Regions from separate parts of the Sus scrofa genome. Here region 1 is linked to region 2. The links are chromatin contacts, called in public Hi-C maps. All regions are on one chromosome and are shown on one strand. The core of a region is the stretch at or near the end of the contact, and the rest is flanking DNA. Distances in the headings are between cores, read along the strand shown.

Region 1 (5,919 bases), core at 3,038-5,537, 160 kb before region 2:
CTTGTTCTAGTCATGTATTTCCTTTCTCTTCCATATCCTTAACCTTAGTCTCTTCCCCTTTAATGCTATTATTTCCCAATGTTCCTCATTCAGCCCTGATGTTCTCATTCTACACACTTTTCTTGGTATATTTTATCTACTTGTATGGTTTCTACTAACATGTATAACTGATACTTTTAAATCTGAAATTCTAAACCTCCCTGTTAAGTACCAAACCATCACTTTCAAACACGTATAGGGCAGTTCCACTTGGATGTCACACACATATCTCAAACAATATTCACGACTACTCATTTTCCCCCAAAACATTTCCTCCTCTGGTGATTTACCTGGTTTCCCAAGCCAGAAACCTGGAGGCATCACAGATTTCCCTTTATAGATTATAAGAAAGGTCACTATGTCCTGGTTATTTTACCTGCTAAACCTCTCTATACTCTCTCTTTCACCCATGTCTACTACCATACTAGCAACTCTGTCTACCTCCACTGCTACCTCAATGCGGACAACCATTTCTTTATAAAATACGCTCTTTTTGCCTCAATCTCAATTCCTGCTAATTCCTCCCACCAGTACTATTATGGCAATATTACTAAATATCAATTTGATCATATTACTTCCTCTTAAAAATCCTTAACAGTTCCCAATCACTTTCAGCCTGAAATTTATTTTACTTGGAATACAAACATGTGCTACTTCCTCTGCCTAGAATGACCTCCCTTCTTCTGCTGACTAGCTTCTACTCATAAAGACTCAGCTCAAGAATTAATAACTCTCTTTGATGACACGTCTAGGCTCAATTAGATGCCCTTCATTTGTTCCTACAAAGTACTGCCTGCAAACAGAAATGACCAAAAAGGCTTTCTTTGATAAATATATAAACATAAAACCTCAGAGGTTACTGCCTCTGAAGGCCACTAAATGAATACCAGTTACATAGAAGAGATATTACAAAGCTTTAATATAATTTTTAAGATAAAGAAAAAAGTTTTCGAATAACTATTCCAGAATAAATTAGCTAGTGCACTTGTGCTGGGAAAAAAAAAAAAAAGTTACACCGCTGAAACATGAAGATTTATATTTAAGGAAAACAAGAATGGGGGAAAAAGAGGAAGGAATGTATTGCTGTTATTATTATTTAATTACTACCTTCATTATAAAATGACAGAATAGAATTGAAGCCACTATAAAAATAATTTAATATACAAACTGTTTTGCAAATGAAAACAATTAACATAAAGAAAACTATGTAGAAAATCCAAAGATAATAAACATCAGTAAAGCATTATCTGTTATCAATATTCTTCTGTTTTTCTAATAGATTTGAAATCTTTATAAATCCAGCTTATCATTCATTAAGAATAAAGTTAAGAGTCTAGCACTATGGCCAAAAAGATAGAAATTATTAAAACTTAAAGACTAAACACAGAATGTCTCACTTCATTCTCTCTTGTTGAAAAAGTAAAGGAGAAGGAGACAACACTTCCAAAGCACATACGCAGTTAGCATTGCAGTATATTAAGTTCTTGAGTAGGCATCTCAGTAATTCAGAATGAGTATTTCTCAGATGATATTTATAAAGATACTGGGAGAGTGCTAACTAGCAAACTAAAATACAGATGGAAAAGCTTCTTATACTTAAAAGGCTTTGCCTTAGTATCTACCACCCCCCCAATAATAAATAAATAAAACAAAATTTACCAATTCTTTTAAGAATAAAACCCAAAATATAGAATTGCTATCAAATTACCAGGGAAAACTTAATCCAACCAAAATATTTCTTTAAAGTCACGCTTCCCTCCTAAAAAACCATCACTATTAGGCAATTACTTCACTCTTGCTTTAAATTTATGACAGTCAAGGTTATTTTTCAATTTCTAAAGGAGCGCCCTAACATATAAGAAGTACCATTGGTTAAGGAGTCAAAGTTCTTACATCCAACAAATTCTCATGGAGAGTGTACTGTACACATAATTATCTATCAGAGATAATCACACCAAAAATTACTTTGCCATAACCTCAAAGATAGATGCAGTTATTAAATATTTGTTTAGCCAAGGTTCATGTAAAAAACTAACAAGCTTTATTAAAGTTTCTAGATTAGAAATGGATTGAGTTTTAGAATTTTGTCAGTTAACTTGGAATGCATTTTCCATACAAATAATAAACAGCAATTAAATTCCCAAGCTAGCCCACAAAGGCTGTAATATAGAGAAATCATTGTTTTTATATGGATTACAAGAACTGGGAATAGTTCTATAAATTATTATTAAAATTACAAATAGGATTTGACATTTTCTAAATGAGAGAGCATTTTCTTATATTTAAAACAGCCAGACTATTTCTTTAAAATTTTAAAACAGCCAAATAACCAAATTCCTTAAAATTCCTTGTTATAACTTCCATCTTAGAGAAAATAATGAAAATCAGTATCAAAGCAAACTATTAAATAAACTATTGAAGTAAAACATCATAATAAACTATTGAAATAAAACATCAAAATAGTCATCTTTCCAAAAGTGGCACATCCGGTTTCAACACTGGGTAATATTTGCTTACACTACTAAAAAAAAAATATTAGATGGAGTCCGTGGAAAACTGCTAAGACCAAGCACTTACGGAAAAATTAAGGTTCCTTAGAAGCCTAAAATCCAAATTTTATTGTGTAAGTTCTAATCACACAATCTTTATAATAATAGAGGCAAAATATTTAATAAGAAAATATTTCAAAATTCCTTGGTCAACTTTTAGAGCAAAAAGTAAAAGAAACTGCAGGTACCACAAACTACATCAAATAGGAATAAAAATAAAATAATTGTTCTTAAAAAAATGTCACTGAAATATCTTATTTTAGAAATGAGAAAAGAAACTAAGCAGCGTTTTTGAAGTTTAAGAGAAATAAAATGGCATCTAGGAGAAAAAGCCAAGAGTGACTAATGCTAACCACTGCAATTCAGGAAATATTTGGAGAATTTAATTCGTATATATTATTAACTTGGGCCTCTTTGATAATATGCTTTTCTGCTCTAATTATCTTCTCATCATAATCTAATAAATCCAGCCTTTAACTCTATTTTACACCTGAAAGAAAACTGGAGCTCAAAGAGGTTAAGCTGTGTTGCCGTATTGACAGCACTTAAATTCAGGTGTATTCTATTTGACTCTAAGCCTATTCTTCCCAGTAGTATACTGCTCATAACATGGCTTAACTTGGTTACTGTGACTCTTCAATATTTGTCCTAAGTGTCTCTGTATAATTTATAAATACTTCATGATACAGATACAGAGTTCAAGCTGCATGACACACGACAAGAAGGAAAGCTACTTCCGATTGAGTGATACATACTATAAACGTGAGGGGCAGAGACTGTACCACAACTATGGTTATTAGTTTTTGGAAGCCACAAGCATAAGAGTATCAATCCTGGCTTGGCCAGTTTCGAGTCGAAAAAAGCCAGAAAAGGGGAGGGTACCATCCACCTAGCTGAATTCTCTGAACTGGCTCACTCTGCGAACTTCATTCCTAAATCTGGTGGCTAGGGCAGCAGAGAAAATCAAAGCACCTCAGAGCTCGCCAAAGAAAACTCTGAAAACGCTTGTGAAATAACCCACCCGCTCGAAAATCTGGAAAGGTGAGGGCCAAATGAGAATTACACAGGACTGGAGGACAGGAGTGAAGGGCTGGGTCTAACAGGACCGGGTATGCTCACCGTGCCTGCTCCGTCGTCGCCTGAAGCTTACCTCCTTGACAGGTGGGAATTTCTTCTTGCATTCCAGGGACAAGGCCCGTAAGTCGCTCTGCATATTCTCCAGCAGCTTCTTAACTGCTTCGGGGCTGTTAGTGCCCGACATGATCCACCAAGCTCCGTGCCAATTTCTGAAAGGCGCAAACCAACTCCGACACCGTCAGCTCTTTGGAACCACAGGCAGCTCCGTCCAGGCACCTCCGGCCCTGGGGCAGTCCACCTCTTGGGCTCCAACGGGGCTCGACGGGGCCTGGGCTGCGAGCCGAGCGCCCCCCGCAGCCTCGTCGCAACTCCTCCGGCTCTTACCCGAGGGGCCCCCGCAGTCGCCCTGCCCCGTGAGTCTCCGCCAGCTCCGGCCGAGGAGCCCACAAGGCGGGCAGGTCCCTCTCGCTGACGCAGGACTGGCCACACGGGTTGTCACCAGCCAACCTGGCGAGAAGCTTCAGCGCCGGCTCCTAAGAGCCCCGAGACTCGCCGACGCCATTAGCCGAGTCGCCCACAATTCCGAGCGCGGCCGGGACACGTCAGCTGCACTTCCGGGCACCGTGGCCACCGCCTCCGCGGCGGCCAACCCGAGAGGCGAGCCTCAGGATGGGCGTGGCCAGAGGCGTGGTCACGCTCTGGGCGGGCCAAGATCAGGGCGGGGACGGTTTTCCCGACCTCTCCTGGCAACATAACCGGCTTAGGGCACAATTTCCCTCGAGATTCGCTTCCTTTTCCGTGACAAGCGTCTGAACAGAGCCCCGGTTGCCCCTTGTTGTATCTCTTTGCGCATGTTTGTGTTAAATTGTATTTCGGTTTAAACGGTTTGCTTCCTTTTGGATTAATCTTCATATGTCTTGTCCTTCTTCATTCCTGCCCTCCCTGGAATTTCGGGGCTAGGGGCCCACCCCAAAACAACCGTTAAATTTTTGCACTTCCTCCACAGAGTTGTACAAAGCATGCTTGGCGCACCTACTAAGGAGCATTCACTTATTTTCCTAATCTGTAAAATGGAAAATTAAACTGCCCAAGCCCTCCGGTGGTTTTCCATTTTACTCAAAGTAAAAGCCAAAATTCCTCCGTTCACTTACTTGGCGCTCTTCACGATCAGTCCCACCGCCTTTACTTAAGATCTGTATCCCCCGCTAAAAGGAAAATTTCAGAAATGTTGGAATTTTTTTTTCTATTCCCTGCTCTATCTCCAGTGTCTAGAACAGTGCTTGGCATATGATAGGTGATCAATAAATATTTGTTGAATGAATAACTACTCTAATTAATAAAAACCGAGTTTTGATGCTCAAATAAGGAATCCGTATAAAAGCCTTCATTAGCTCTGAAGTGCCAAATACATGTGAGGCCAAGATAAGTAGAAAAATCGGAGTTCCCGTCGTGGCGCAGTGGTTAACGAATCCGACTAGGAACCATGAGATTGAAGGTTCGGTCCCTGCCCTTGCTCAGTGGGTTAACGATCCAGCGTTGCCGTGAGCTGTGGTGTAGGTTGCAGACACGGCTCGGATCCTGCGTTGCTGTGGCTCTGGTAGGCCGGGGACTACAGCTCCGATTCGACCCCTAGCCTGGGAACCTGCATATGCTGCAGGAGCGGCCCAAAGAAATAGCAAAAAGACCAAAAAAAAAAAAAAAAAAATCGTCTGTGCTTCCCTGAAGATTCAGGTCAGTACACAGATTTCGCAGATACTGAGCAGGAAGCAAAGAAAAGTCGATGGAAAGCCTGAACCAGGGTAGAGGCAGGAGATGAAGAAATGAAAACCTTCAGACAACTGAACTGATGACACCTTTGCAAGATGGAAGACAGGGACCTCTGAGACTGTTGGTGAGCAGTGATGTGTGTTTGTAAAATAAGAAGGCCTTGCTGCACAAGTACTTCGTAAACTAATTTCTTTCTTTTTTTTTTTCCCCTTGACACAAAGCAAAGCAATGATGGGTTAAGGTGGCAGATGAAATAATAGTAGGGAGGTCCTAAAACAGTAGTTTGGATCATTGGTGCCTTTTTCACGACTTCTGGGAAACTTGACAGCTGTATAAAAGATGCAAATTTCTGGAGTTCCCGTTGTGGCTCAGTGGTTAATGAATCCGACTAGGAACCATGAGATTGTGGGTTCGATCCCTGGCCTTGCTCAGTGGGTTAAGGATCTGGTGTTGCCTGAGCTGTGGTGTAGGTTGCAGACGCAGCTCG
Region 2 (5,967 bases), core at 1,403-3,902:
TGCTGTTACCTAAATATCTGGTTTTCAGTTTCCTTTTCTTTCAAATGAAAGCACTGAAATGACTCAAATGTATAGACTTCTTGTATTTGCTCTTTTAAAGAGATCTTTAAAATGATTTACAGTAACTTTGGCAAAAAACAAAAATGCTGAATTTTAAAGTTTAATGTTCATAATACACATAGTACTCCTAACATCCTGCAGTGTCAACACCACCAATTATTACACAGTATACCAATGTTAATACAACATTTAATGTCAACACAACATTAAACCCAATAAACATAAGTAATATCCAAATAAGTATCTCTAAATTTTAGATTTCTATTTTGTGGAAATCTACATTTATCTTTTTATGAGGTGGTAACAGGCAAAGTAAATTAAGAATCTGAAATTTTTTAAGTTCTTTTTTTTTTTTTTTTCAGCATTCAGTGGGATTCCCAGATCAGGGATTGGACCCTGGGCTGCAACAGTGCAAGTGCCAAGTCCTAATCACTAGATCACCAGGGAACTCCCTAAAGTGCCCTTTAACAAACAATAAGAAGCAAGCATTCATTTCATCTGTAAGGATCCATAGGGCAAGGCAAACATAAATGTCCTAGGAAAAGTCCAATTTCCCCACAGTAATAAACGCCTGGAGGCACACATTGGAAGAACACTCCAATATGCACAACAATGATTTTTAAGTCTGATTTTTTTTTTTCTGTAATGCAACAAAAATATATTTACACCCTCAGGGATCATATAAACATAGTATGCAGCCTAACAAAGTAGGATAAAAGTACCAAGACTTACATCAAAGTATTAAAATTCAAGTCCCATGTCTGCCATCTATTTAGCTTACTTGAAAATGATCCTAATACCTTGGCATTTTATCAGAAATGACAGTGATAAGATAACTAAGATTTAATTTCTCATAAACAGAAAATCTTTTAGAACATTTCACTGAAGTCAAGTAAACTCCTATAATGAAATTATTCTTGTCCACTTCATAGATGAAGATACGAAGGTGCAATGGTTTAAATTAACCTTCCTCAAAGTCATACTGCAAGTTAAGTGGTGGAAAGGTAACCTAACGCGGGTCTAAATCTTAGGCTCCTTCCACTAAGCAATATTGAGTAAACGAAAAAACACTCCGCAAATTATATGCCACTGTTACGGTGAAGATGGGAAGTGAAAATTTTTATTGTAATAAAGCAGTACATTAGCCTTCCTAATAAAACACAGCATTTGTGTTACATATTCACATAACTGAAGTTATTCTGGATATCACTTGATATGGCCCACAAACATTAAAATCACCAAATACTTCGTTCAGTATTTCAAACTGTAGCATTTCGTATTTCATAAGTTTGAATGTTAGCAAGTGACTTAAGCCTCAAGTAGACTTATCTACATTTTGCAGGCCTATGTTATCCTTCAAACCGGAGGGAAAGGCTGCACTTCTAAAAGAAACGCTGCCGGAGTCTATCCAGCCTCCACTAAAGCACAGGACCACGTGGTATCTATCACTCAGAAGCCTAAGGTTCCCGACTCCTCTCCCTCCTTTTGACAAGGAACCAGAAACTAAGGTTCCTCTCTCTTAAGTGGCGCCCTGACACATGCCACCTGTGCAGTACGAACCGCAGACATCCTGCAGTCGGCCTCCCGGAAGAATACGAGAATCAGAACAGGGAACTTGGATGTCGACAATGCCGGGAAAGGAAATGACTAAAGAAGTAAAGAGGGTGAGATCGCGATCCACCGTGGGACCAAGACCTGTCAAACATTAAGAGACTCGCACCCAACGACTGTAACCTATCCTTTGGGAAGGCCTGAGGTGGGAGCGGCACTACCAGAGGAAAAAGGACGAAGAGAACTGCACGAGCCGCCGCCGCCGCTCCCCGCAAGGCTCCCAGCATGCCCCGACGAGCCACGAACCCCGGCCCTCATTTCAGGTCCGATCTTTGCCCCAATCTTTCCGGAGCGGCCAAAATCCTGCTGCCCGAAGGCGGCCGCCGCCGGACCTGCCCGCACCTGTCACCAGCGAAAGACACCAGCCCGCAGTTCCCGCCCAGTTCTCCACCACCCTCGGGCAACCACAGCCATCTCAGTCGCTTTCCCTTACCAGGTGTCTCCTTTCCGGAGGGAGGTTTTGAGCAGCGTCGCGATGTCAGACCGCTGGATGTCCAGATCTGCCGCTCCGCCTTCCGCCATCTTCTTCCACTAGCGGTAGCGGAGGCGGCAGCGACAGCGGCGGCACGCTCCAGAGCATTGTGGGAATGGCGTCCCGCGGCCCCTCCCAGTCAGCAGGTCGAAACCAAAAGAGACGTAAGGGTGGGGGGGTGCGCCTGCAGACAAGAGTTGGCTCCGGGCGGAGTGAGTGCATTGCCATGGTCTGCTGCTCCCCATCGGCCCCCGCCGTCCAGCAGCTCGCCTCGGCCTCCTCCGGCCGGGGACCGCCTGGTTTTAAGTCTCCTCTCTAGGGCCTCGGTCCTCTCTCGCTTGAGCGGTGCTACCGCCCGATCCATCCTCGACTTCTGCCTTCCCCTCCCTCTTTCCCACAGACGCCTGAAAACCCTTATTTGCGCATTCACTCACGCTTGAGGGTGGGGCGAGGCGGGGGGCGTGGGGACGACTAAAATATGGCAGAGGATTTCAGCAACTCCGTGACTCGAGTCTTTCGTTGCGAGTCGCAGAACCTAAACTCAATGAATTTTGGACCAAATGGAGAACAATCCGAAACCGAACGCTTAGCCGCAGTGCTCTTTCTGGGCTCTTCCTTGCGCTTCTACTATTGCTGTAGGTGGAGACCTTTTATAGGCTCTTTGTGACGCCTCCCCAGGCACACCCTGGCAGCTAAGCTGCAATGAAAAACATGTTCCAGTTCCTCAGTGAACAGGGTGTGAAATATATATCGAATAATGCCGGGTACTAAAGGGAGAAAAGATGGGCGAGAAACTCTCCTCAATGTTATGAAGTCATATATTCTTATCTTCCCATAATGTATACACCTGAAGCTAGATAATACCTATTATTTGACGCCAATTACTTTATAAATGGGGAAATCGAGTCTCAGAAATCAAATGCTAAGGTCATGCCGTAAGTGGACAGGCAAGTTTATACCCAACCCGTCGGCTGTCTATTCACTATAATACACCCATTACTTCTCCTTATGAAAGCTTGAACTAAAAGGTAAACTGGGTTATGCTAGCTTTTTTTTTTTTTTTTAACCTTTTACAACTGGTGCCTAGCACAATGCTGCCTAACACATAAGAACTACCTAAATATGTGTTTAATTAATGAATTGTGGCAAACTGCTTAAGTAGTTCCAAGCATGAAGATGTCCAGAGATTTGACTTTAAGATAACGTGATGTGAAAAGGCTAAAGATGAATAAGAATTCCTACATAATCTCTCTTTTTTTACTTATTTTCGACCTCTACCATAACTCATTTGGTGGGAATGCAGTAAATGGGTGCAATATGCTAGTAAGAAGTGCTGACCCCTTCCAAGTTACGGTAATGTATATTGGCATTATAATTTGCATATAGCAACATTATGATTGCTTATTTCCTTTAAAATAATACTATTTTGCACTTTCGTGTTATCCTTGATTTGAAATTCTGAAACAGCTTCCAGGTACTGTATTGCTTGTACTATTTGACTTTTCTTTTGACAGGTTAAAATAAACATAATTTGTTTAACTATGAGTATCATCAAAGGGTCACACCTCCCTTCTTTCCCACTCAACCTCTGAAAGAGAGCGTAGTATTTTCCTAAGAGAGGCAGCATGGTATGGGAAGAATAGTGACTTCATGTTCAAAACTTCACTTCAACCTCTAGTTGCAAAGCATTTAACTTATAGTTTAGTCATTAGGTAATACTTATGTTAAAGAATTTTTCTGCAGATTAAGCAAGACAATGGTGTCTATTCCTGGAACATAATAACCAATCAATAAACAACTAATCTTTTTCACTGTTGGCAGGATGAATTGTAATGGTGTGTAAATTATATCTCAATAAAACTGTTGGAAGAAGTTACTTTGAAGGTAAACATACTCTATTGTTTATAAATATAATTGAGGACTGATACCTCAGGCACACTCATGCTGTTCAGTTCCCTTTCAAAGTGCATTGGTAATATGTCGAAATCTGTATCCATGAAACAAAATAAAATAACCTCTTCTTCATTTGCACCGTGTTCAAGGTAATGAGGTAAAAGGATAAGATGTATAAAAGTTCAATGTCAATTTGAATTATATGTCAGATTGATGAGGTCATTTTGTAGACCTAACTAGTTGCTTTCAGAGTCAAGAAAGAAATAACAGTCACAATATTTTATTTAACGAGCACTTATAAAGTGCTAAATCAGATTCTAAACACTTTAAAGTATTATTTTGATCCTCACAACTCTATGAGGTAGGTATTATTATTATTCCCATTCTGTAGATGAGGAATTGAAGCAAGTGGCGGAACCCACATTTGAAACCAAGCATTCTAGCTCCACAATCTAGGAGTTGGGTGGGTTTTTATTTTTCTACTAAGCTTGATGGTCTTTTTTTTTCTTTTGAAATTTATTCTATACTTTATCCCATTTTGTATGGCTTTCATATTTACAATTTAGTATTATCTATTACATTTCAATTTTTCTTTAAAAATTAGCATTATATTAAAATTGTGTATGTTAGGCAACTAAAACTTATAGAGAAGAAAGCTGTATATACCATTAAATATTTTATATAGCATAATAAAAAGAATAACAACTGATAAGAATAACAAAAATAATACACTCTCTGAAAATAAGTAAAATATAAAATGCATAAATTGGTTAAAAAACAGTGTAACTATATAAATATGTCCTCTCAATTTGTTACATCTTATTGATTCTTCAATATAGGCATTATACCATTCTAGGTGATGAGATAAGCAAGACATTATAGACTTTACATTGTACCATGGAGAGAAATGGTTATTAATAATACAATTGGAGAACTGTATTATTTAATTATACAGTTGCATTATTTAATTATAATTATCATAAGTTCTTTGATGGAGAGGAAATCAGAATTAGATCTAAGAAGACTTCAGCATTCCAAGAATGATGTCAAATGACCCCCTTCACGGTGGATTATGCACTTATTTACTATGAGATATATTTCTTCTCCAGAGATTCCTTGTTTGTGTATCAATTGTAGATTTTTGGTTTGCGGTTATTCTGAAGTTTTGATGTAAGAGTCTATATGTATATGAGATTGTTTTAAGGTGTTGTTCTCTTAATTGCAATTTCATCTCCAGTGTCCTGCATTTTTACACACCTCTGCTCATGATTTCTGATTTTGGTGGTATATTTGTGCATGGATGACTTAGTATTTTTACTGTTTTTATACCTTTACTGGTGAGCCTTGTCATTTGTGGAATTTTTGTTTCCTATTGAGCTGTCTTTTCTTTTCTGCCTAGAGAAGTTCCTTTAGTATTTGTTGTAAGGCTGGTTTAGTGTTGCTGTATTCCCTAAGCTTTTGCTTATCTGTGAAGGTTTTGATTTCTCCTTCAAATCTGAATGAAAGCCTTGCTGGGTAGAGTAATCTTGGTTGGAGGTTTTTTTCTTTTATCACGTTGAGTATACCATGCCACTCCCTCCTGGCCTGCAGAGTTTCTGCTGAAAAATCTGCTGATAACCTTATTGGGGTTCCCTTGTATGTTACTTGTTTCTTTTCCCTAGCTGCTTTCAAGATTTTCTCTTTGTCTTTAATGTTGGTTAGTTTGATTAATATGTGTCTCGGTATATTCCTCCTTGGGTTTATTTTATATGGTACTCGTTGTGCTTCCTGGATTTGAGTGAGTGGTTCCTTTCCCATGTGAGGGAAATTTTCGGCTATTATCTCTTGGAATATGTTTTCTGTCCCCTTCTCTCTCTCTTCTCCTTCTGGCACCCCTATAATACAGATATTGGTGCATTTAATGTTGTCCCAGAGTTCTCTGAAACTCTCTT

Evidence for each region. Hi-C and Micro-C count contacts between places; a contact is called where the count stands out from the background.
Region 1: a contact with region 2 is called in a Hi-C map of skeletal muscle, with 6 times the contacts expected there. The contact joins the promoter of MON2 here to the promoter of USP15 in region 2. A contact is called at or near these places in 3 of 47 Hi-C or Micro-C datasets (heart right ventricle, liver and skeletal muscle) and 1 of 2 datasets of contacts at active chromatin or transcription factors (alveolar macrophages).

The regions. Positions count from the first base shown.
Region 1 is chr5:27,124,466-27,130,384 of Sscrofa11.1, reverse strand. MON2 (protein MON2 homolog) reads right to left here and starts at 4,287. Exons shown (of 33, transcript XM_021091933.1): 1 at 3,739-4,287. The coding sequence starts at 3,769.
Region 2 is chr5:26,961,065-26,967,031 of Sscrofa11.1, reverse strand. USP15 (ubiquitin carboxyl-terminal hydrolase 15) reads right to left here and starts at 2,652. Exons shown (of 21, transcript XM_003126341.6): 1 at 2,105-2,652. The coding sequence starts at 2,193.